Regions from separate parts of the Rattus norvegicus genome. Here region 1 is linked to region 2. Evidence: chromatin contacts called from public Hi-C data. All regions are on one chromosome and are shown on one strand. The core of a region is the stretch at or near the end of the contact, and the rest is flanking DNA. Distances in the headings are between cores, read along the strand shown. Region 1 holds the start of Zfand5 (zinc finger AN1-type containing 5). Region 2 has its middle 130 kb from the start of Zfand5.

The links. Hi-C and Micro-C count contacts between places; a contact is called where the count stands out from the background.
Region 1: a contact with region 2 is called in a Hi-C map of psoas muscle, with 2.2 times the contacts expected there. The contact joins the promoter of Zfand5 here to the enhancer-like site in region 2. A contact is called at or near these places in 1 of 12 Hi-C or Micro-C datasets (psoas muscle) and 1 of 1 datasets of contacts at active chromatin or transcription factors (oligodendrocytes).

Annotation. Positions count from the first base shown.
Region 1 is chr1:228,190,591-228,194,944 of GRCr8, reverse strand. It overlaps Zfand5 (zinc finger AN1-type containing 5), which reads right to left and starts at 2,180. Exons shown (of 6, transcript NM_001401398.2): 1 at 1,726-2,180.
Region 2 is chr1:228,055,977-228,060,811 of GRCr8, reverse strand. No RefSeq gene overlaps it. Among named protein-coding and RNA genes, the nearest start is that of Zfand5, 130 kb to the left of the region's middle. Within about 2 kb of position 2,826, at least 13 of the 93 cell types and tissues checked have an H3K27ac peak or open chromatin away from gene starts, as enhancers often do.

The sequences.
Region 1 (4,354 bases), core at 931-3,430, 130 kb before region 2:
ATTTTAAATGCCATCACATGTGCACAGCTTGCTTTAATATTTCTCTGAAGCTTAGATCACATGGGAGGGCGCTTCAGCCTGTCACAAGGCTGCAATGTGACAAGCTGAGCTGGATGGAGGCTCTCTCATAAAGCCTAGTCAACAGGGGCCTCTGAAATCAGCTTCTATTTATATCTCAGAGCCTGCCAACTCCTACACAACCCCAAGAACTAACCATGCAGCATTCATATATGTCACATAACAAAACAAAATGCAATTAAGGCCTCCAGGTTTTCCTAATGCAGGATCAGAGAACAGTCTCACCTTCAATCCACAATACCCAAGCGGAATAAATCATAAAGTAAAATGTGGTTATTAAAAGTGGAAGGAGGGAGAGTGTAGGCACAGTGGAGAAAGCACAGGGTCTCACAAACACTCCTTACATTTCATGACAACTATAGGGTGTTTGTTAAGTTTAGATATACTGTATTTCCCTTATATTCGGGGGTGGGGGGACGGGGACAAGTTGTTAGAAACTTAGTATCCATCCATAAACCCTTTAGGCACAGCTAGAATGTTTGTTTTCTTTACGTAAAGTTCACGGTTTTTCTTAGCTCATAGCTTAAAACAAACATTACTAGACTAAAAAAGACAACTTCCCAACTCAAAATCTGAAATGAATGAGTTTTTCTTTTAAAGTATTTCATAGCTGTTTCAGATGCACATGACGGTTAAAAATGTGGTTAAAAATCACTTCCTAACCTCGAGGTCAGACCCGAATTCTAAGCTCTAATGTGCCCCACTAAGCCTGACCTTGGGCAAGTCCTTAGTCTCCAGGTCTCTGTCACCTCTGCCGAATAGTTTTTTTTTTTTTTTCTTTAAAAGCTCCTTTCCATACTTAATAGCAGTCCCAGGTAACAAAAAAAAAAAAAAAAAAAAAACAAAAAAAATTGGGACAACTAAAAGAAATCCCTCATTTGGGACGGGGCACTTTAAAAACAAACTTAAAAGGTAAAAGTGAAAAGATTTTCAGCAGTTGAGGGATGAAAATCTCAACTTCAAAAAAATAAAAATGAGAAGATAAAATTCATTTTCATCTTACTATTCCCTTGATTACTAAACATCTATTTTAAGAATGGAGGCTTTGACCTATATATTATTTTCTTCTAATTATCTCAGGTAATATTCTTAGGCAGCTTCAATCGACAGATAACTTCTACCTTCTTTCAAAATACAACTACACCGAGTGCATGGAAAGCAAGCAAAATGTCAAGTTCACAAATGTTCACGTAGGAAACAAAGGGAGAGGCGCTCGACTTGCTTCCACGGAAAGGATTTTGAGGGAGAAGCTTAACCGCCTTGGAAAAGCTAAATATCCCTCCGGGAGAAGAGCCGTAAGTCCCGGTTCCAGCGATTTCGACCGAGTTCGGGATCCAGAGGTCCCCCATCCCCCTCGCAGCGCAGGCCGCGCTCCGGGAAGCCGGGTAGGGCCTGCTCCAAAAACCACTGAGTCATGCACTCGGCAGTCCCTCGCCGGAACAACTCGGCTGTGCAGGGAGCCGGGCGCGGCAGCAGCCGCCTCAGCCATTGTCTGGTCGGCCAGCCGGCCGGCCGGCCGACTCGCGCCTTGCGCCGCAGCACGCCGGGCATTGTCCCGGCCGGCCGGCTGGCCGAGTCGGGCCGGTCTTTGTGCTCGCTGATCGGGCGTGCTCCCGCCCCCGCGCCGTCCCGGCTCGCGCCACTTACCCTGCGGGGCCCGGATGCACTAGCGAGCTGGCGCGCGACGCCGGGCGGTGGGCCGGGCTGAGGCCTCCGGGAAGGGCTGGCTAGCGGCCGCCGCGGGCCCGGGTGGATCGGACCGCAGATGGAGCTGCGCCGGCGCCGCGGGGGCCTCCTTTGTTCGTGCAGAAGCACCGAGGCGGCCGAGCCCCGCCGCAGCTCGGGTGGGAGGGCGGCGGGGGAGGAGAAGAACCGCAGGCCGCGGGCTACCGTCGCTCCAGGTGCTCGACCGCCGGCGCCTCACGCCTCCACAGCAACGTCCCGGCCGAGCGAGGAGGCGCGCGAAGGGGCCTGAGCGCCGACAGGGCCCGAGGACGGCGCTCTTCGGGCTTCCGCGTTCGCCAGGGAAGCTGCGCGACTTCGGGCGGCGAGCGGACGACTGACGACGAGATGCACACAGCTCCACGATCCGGACGACTGACGCTCTAGCTCTGACCAGCGTTCGGGATCTGAGGGAAAGGGCGGCGGAGGCGGGGCCTGTGCGTCAGCGAAAACCCGGTCGGCACGCCTGCAGCGCGATGACGTCGCGGGGCAAGGCCCCGCCCCTGGCCTGCAGGCACCAGCTGGGGGCGGGGCCGCGCTTGGGGGCGGGGCGAGCCCGGAGGCTGCGGTCACCGTAGCCTAGTCACCCTCCGGCCCGCCGGGGCCTGGGTGGAGCTGCTGCGGCGGGTCCAAGGAGGCAGCGCTTCTATTTTTAACCCTATTGTCCGCCCTCAGCCTCCCCCGCCAACCCAGTTCTCACGCTTCGTCCCCAGCTCCGCTGGGGTCCCCTCCCCGCGGGACGGGAAGGTGCGGCCCGGAGGAGGCTGGCAGGGTTCCGGGTGTCGCCGCAGCTCCGCCTGCCGCCGCCCAAGGTCGCGCTGCGCTGCTGGCTCTGAGCTAGGACCGCCCACCAGCCCTAGCTCCAGCCCCGCGCCGCCGTTCTGAACTGTTAGGCCAACCTATAGAAACCCTTGGAAATTTACTATTCCAGTGAAGCTGGAGAACCGGGACAATCCTGATGTGATGGAGCCTGGGGACAAACAAGCCGGACCCCAGGCAAGGGCAAGGTGCTGGGTACCTGCCCAGAGCACGAACAGAAGAAGCTCCCTGCTGGCCTCCCCGCGGGTTCTGGGCACAAAATGTCTCTGCCGACCTTAATACATAAGGGCTACCTTAGCGGCAATTATGCACTTAGGTTCCTTCACTTCCGGTATTTATTTAAGAACCCTAGGCCCTTCTCCTAGGTACCTTAGAGTTGACCTTGACTGGGCCACAGGAACCTTATGTCTAGATTTTGTATTTGTGATATTGTGGGGGTAGTGTGGGGGAGGGGTGCTGCCCTGATGCTCCAAATCTAACAGCTTTCTGCACAGCAAGTGGGTTACCTGGTACATAATGTATTTTTAAAACCTATTTCGGGATTACATTGCTATGACCAAGTAATGTATTTGAAACTTAGTTCGAGTCATTGGTCCTAGGATCTTTGGGATTTATTTCTGTAAACTAGTAAATAATAAAAATAACTGCTACAATTTACCAACCATTTTCAGTGTCATCTATTTTTCATTTAGGGTCCCCTTATTTTCCACAGCAGTTTACTGAGAAAAATGTCCTGTCCATTTGTCGGGGTGAGGTAGTCGTGATGAAGGATGCTCTTGCCTGGAGCACTAGAGGCTAATGGAAACCATACTTATGAGGATAAAAATAACTTTAGAGAATTAAAAAAAGAACATAACTTATTGTCTGTCTCTCCTTATTCTTCCATTTGAAAACTGAGTTTTATATTTTATCTTGTTCAACGTAAACAACAAAGTCATTTTAAAGTCAGGCTGTTGATGCTAACATACACATCTGCCAAAAGCCTGATCAGTAATGGATCAGGTTAGACTTCATTCCTGCAAAAGCAAGAGTCTTCTATTTGATTTACATTGAGACATTTTGGATTAAGGATTGCTTTAATGCTAAAAAACCAAAACTTGTTAATATTGTAACTTAAAATTGACAAGTAATATCAAACTGAGTAATTTAAAATCAGTATATTGTCTACATGTATTTTTGCATTTGTGGTGTTCACATGGTAATATTGACACATAAATGAAGAGTCAGATAAAATTGTGTGCAGTGTAACTTGAGTTTTAAGAAAGAAAGAGAAATCTCAGCTCCAGCAGTCTCCACTAGGAGTTCAACCACCTGTTCTGATAAGCCAATTAAAGAGAGAGGTTTGTCTGTTTTTAAGACAATCTCGTTGAGTGGTCCTGACTCAATCAGAACTTGCTCTTTAGACCATGCTGGCCTTGAACTCAGAGACCTGCCTGCTTCTACTTCATAAGGGTACAAGCGGAGTATGTTAAGAAATGGAACATCACAGAGATTAAGAGAAAGAGACTGGGAGGCTAAATAGGGCCAATAACCCCAAGTCAATATTTAGGGGAAAACAAACAAAAAACAAATGCTCTAAGTCTAACGGTGGCACGCGCACCTTTGATCCCAGCACTAAGGAGGCAGAGGCAGCGGCAGAGGCAGATGGATCTCTTGAGTTCAAGGCCAGCCTGGTCTACAGAACAAGTTCCGGGCTAGCCAAAGCTGCCTAGAAAAGAAAGCAAAAAACATAAGT
Region 2 (4,835 bases), core at 1,577-4,076:
ACACTCTGAAACCACAGTAACTATGCATTTGAACATTGTATGTATCTTGTTTCCTGAAGAACAGTTTTCTGTTGATCTTTGAGTCTCACTACAGATCAGGACAGAACCTACAGGACTGGTCTAGAAAGTTCCTGTTTACCTTTCATATATTCTCCTTACATTCAGGTTCTCAGAGAAGCTTTACTTAGGATGATAAATTTACTGTCTTGATAATTTTAATAGATTGTATAATAAGATTACAATATCAGAATCAACCCATTCACTCTTCCTCCATTTGAATGTAGTGGGCAGTGGGGGGAGGGGCAAGAGAAGAAATACACCTTGGGGAGGTTGTTATTGTAGACATACCCTAGTAACCACTGTTACTGAGTAACTGCCTACCTCACCCAGTTCTGGGAGCTTACCTTTCTCTGAGCTATTCTATCTGCCCCTAAGACTCAAAGTCTCCAATTCTAGTATTTACAGAGAACAAAATTTTGCATTATAGAACATCAACTCCTTACTTTTCAGTGAATATACATACCTTTTTGGCTTAGAGGGAATTTCTGGTGTTTAAATAATTTTTCTTTTTTCTTTTTTCTTTTTTTTTATTAATTTGAGTATTTCTTATATACATTTCAAGTGTTATTCCCTTTCCCAGTTTCTGGACAAACATCCCCCTCCCCCCTCCCCTTCCTTATGGGTGTTCCCCTCCCAACCCTCCCCCCATTGCCGCCCTCCCCCCATAGTCTAGTTCACTGGGGGTTCAGTCTTAGCAGGACCCATAGACATCATATTTTAGTAAATGGACGAAGCTCTTATTTTAAAAATTCATACTAAGTACAGTGAGTTTGTTTTTCCTTCCATTCCATTTCTTTGCTGGGGCATAGTATCACTTGTAGCCCAGGCTGGCCCAGAAATCACTACGTAGCCAGCCCAGTCTAGGCTTAAACTTTTGGTGATTCTTTTGGTACATTCTGTGAATCACCATACCCATCATTCATTACAGTGTAGGCTATTGAGATCATTATAGCACAAAAGATATAAAATTCATAAAGGGACAAAGTCAAGACTTCTACAATTTGTTTCCAAGGGTGATGGAAATTTGACAAATTCCATTTCCAGATCTCTTACTGTGAAGAGTGAGGAGAGTCCAGTGACCAATCTGTTTGCAGAACATATGTGTGTCTGCATGCACAGAGATAAAACTGTAGACCAGTGATCCCGATTTGCTGTTTATTTTCATAGCCATGAATTCATTTCCGAGCATGGTGTTTTACAAAAGTTACCTTGCTGCAAACATTTATATGGTGGCAAATGACATTTCCCTGCGGGGACTTTTGTAATCTTTTAAAAATGAGAAAATGTTAGCACTGGGCTTATAAATCTCAGTGTGAAAAGTGACTAGAGTTAAGGAGAGAGAGAGAGAGAGAAAGAGAGAGAGAGAGAGAGAGAGAGAGAGAGAGAGAGAGAGAGAGAGAGAAGACGTGAGTGGGTCAGACTTTCCCACTGCCACTGCCTTGGTCTTCCTGCACACCACTGACCCGGTCCCTGTAGAAAATGAAGTTTGAAGAAACTTCTCGTTGAGGAGCTTTGAATGTAGTTATTTATGGTTCGTGGATGGTGGTTTACAGTAAAGAGGTATTGGATGTGTCTTGGGCAGGCTTCACATGCTGGTGTATGGAAGATTTAAGGGTCCTAGCTGTCTATATCTTTGAAACTAGTGGGGTTGAAGAGTCACACTGGAAAAGGCAGGAATTCTGTGGTCCCTGAGAGTGCTGAAGACCGCAGCAGGAATTTCATAAACACAGGAGGGAGTCTGTAAGATTTCTATCACCGTGAAAAGCAGCTTGAAATCTTCTATTTTTGACTTTCATTTGTGCTGTTTGCTCCTTTTACTGCTGTTCATTAGTACTCTGGTTCTCTTGGTTTTATTACAATTTAGGGAAAGTGCCAAACATGGGCATAACAAGGCCATAGACATTAATTCACGTTTTTCATTCATTTTACATAAAGTTTGCTGCTTAGACTCAGAGCACAGCCTTCCGTCCCCTTCCTATCCTTTCCTCTGAGGACAAAGTTTGTGAATATAAATATCCTCAGATTGCATTTGTTTACTATCACAAGGAAATGTGCATACCTAAAAGTGCATGTCAGCCACGGCCTTAGTACTGGGTACTTAGCTTGGCTTGCATGGGGGAAAAACAAAAACCTAAGGGATTGTGTAGCAATAACCCTGGCCTTGACTGACAAACCAGTAGGTTGTTTCTGTTCAGGTATGGGTATTTGGTTTTCAATTACTTCAGTTATTACAATGCCTGGATTAATTAATCAAGCAATTTTGTGGGCTGCAAGACATCCTTTTTAAGATGCCAAGGCTATCCATTCCTGTTCCTCAATTGCCACAGAGCTGTGAGACAAGCTTGTTTCAGAAAGTTGAGCTCTCCAGGTTCTTCTTGCCTTACTGACAGTCTGAAAAAAAAATGGGACTTCAGACCTGTAAACGGTCTCACCACTTCAAAGAGGTATAATCCTGTCTTTGATCCTCTCCTCCAGCCCCTTCGGAGGATGTGTGTGAGAGAGTAAGGGACTGGGAGAAGTGAGCATTTGGGAAGGTCAGCCAGAACAGGAATGCTTGTCTCTAATTAAATTCTCAGCTTTCCTGAGCTCTCTGTCCACCTCTGGCTTCTAAGTTTCGGGTATAGGGAAGGCAGATGTGAGTGACTCAAGGCTTAAGGCAGCCAGTTCCACGAGCTGACACTGTTTTTCTGACTCTGCCTAAGCCATGTCTGATCTTGGGTCATGACCTCAAACAGGAAGTGCCTCTAAGTTCCCTCCAAACATGGTATGTGAATGAGGGGGTGGAGTTTAGCACACACAAGCCCAGCTGCCAGCCTTTCATGTTTACAAGGGATCAAGAATTGGTCAATTAAGGTCAAGAATATATCCTTTCTTCTCCCTGCAAGAGTGCGGCCGGGATTGTGTTACAGACTAGGAGAAATACGGACTTTACTCCAGGGTTGTAGTTTTTCTTCAATGTACCTGAATGTAGTCTGTAACTGTTTTGAGCTTCATAAAACTTTGTCAACAAAGTGGCTTAAATTCAGCTCTGTCCACTGCCTAATGAGTTTTCTAGAGGGAAATTTAAAGCCAAATCGTTAAACACTCTGCTTCTAAAATATAATTAATATTTGAGAATAAATTGGTGTTTGAACAAAGTAGTAGGAAACCAGGGTTGAAGGATTTTTAAGAGGGCTCATCCAGCTTTCCTCCTGAGGACAGCGTGAATCACCAGCTCACTCGGAGTCCTTTCTGACCTGATTAATTTTTTGTCCTTCTCAGGTTTTGCTGCTTCAGGAAACCTACATGTTTGGCCAGTAGAGACTTACCATAGCTCCTTGCAAGGGATGGTTTCCCTGGTTGTCTGTGGTCACAGTATCTGGTATAAAAGTCACCTCACATTGTAAACAAAAAACAAAAAACAAAAACAAACAAAACAAAACAAAACAAAACCTCTGTTCCGCTCTCTGGGTAAGCTTCACAGCAGGGCTGTTCTGTTATCTCCCACCTGGCATCCTCAGCTTAGCTCTGTGCTCATCTAGGAATGCCAGTAATGCTTCTCTAGTGAGGAGATTTGGGGCGCGAAGGGAGATGCTTTCTGTTCATCTTTCTTTCCATTAATTTAAGCAAGTGTTGATCCCCGTAAATTATTTATGTGAGCGCTGGAAGCTGCCTCCCCAGGTGCAAAACAATCTTTTACAGGCTTGCTACTGCGCTGCTGAGTGGGGGAGGAGTCAATACCTTTTAGGAGTTAGGAAGTTTTAGAAACAGGAGTCTTCAGTTTATGTGTGGAAATGAGCTCTTGGTGAAATACACTGGAAACAAGAAAACGAAACCTGGTTTCATCAATGGTATAAATCAAATTGAAAAGAACAAAATGAACTGGTGATAAGACTATAGATTTCATATGGACCCTTAAGGTTGAGAAGGGCTCCAATTTATGAGGGAACAGCCGGCCCATTCTTCATTTCATTTCTAACCTCGTCTGTTTGCCACAGCTTTTCTGAGAGGGGCAGAGGAAGTTAAAGAAGGCAAAGAGGATAGACAAAGATGCATTTGGCTGTGGTATCTATAGGAGAAGCCTAGTTTCCAGAGACAGGCATGTATGTCATATACATAGCAATACATATGTTTCCTGTGTTGATACATTGAGTGCTCACATCAAACTTCTAAGAACAGGATCATCATTTATCTCATTCTGTAGTGAAGAAAACTGAGGAAGCCTGAGGTCAAGCAACACTTGGAAAGTCACAGAACTTGCTAGAATGAATAACTCGGATCGGCCCCCAGGTGATGTTGTTGGCTGTAGTTGGTTCCTTGCACACACTGACTTCAGAAAGATGGAGTTCTGTGTTTCACAGTCTAATAGGAAGTTCCCATGCATCACACCAGCCTAGAATGCTTCTTAAGACGAAGTTTCCAGCTAGTGTTTGAACATCTCCAGGACCGTGGCCTGAGAATTCATGTTCAGCAACTTTGCTGCATTGAGGTTGACGAAGAACTGCTGATCTATAAAGTGGGGAAGAAAAATGGACAGAAATGCCTTTTTTTTTCCAGAGCAACTATTTTCTCACTCACTAGAATGCTCGAACAGAGAAGACATGGGTTCCAGTTCAGAGTACTAATGTGGAAAGCAATCCTCCATGTTTCAAGTGTTTCCCATGCTTGAAGCCCCATTAGCAACAACGATGACTGCTTGCTTTAATCTCACCTCTCATCTTATTGCTAGGATGAATACCTCCCAGAATACCCTCATATTCTGAAATAACCTTGAGGCCAAGGACCAGAGCTCTCTG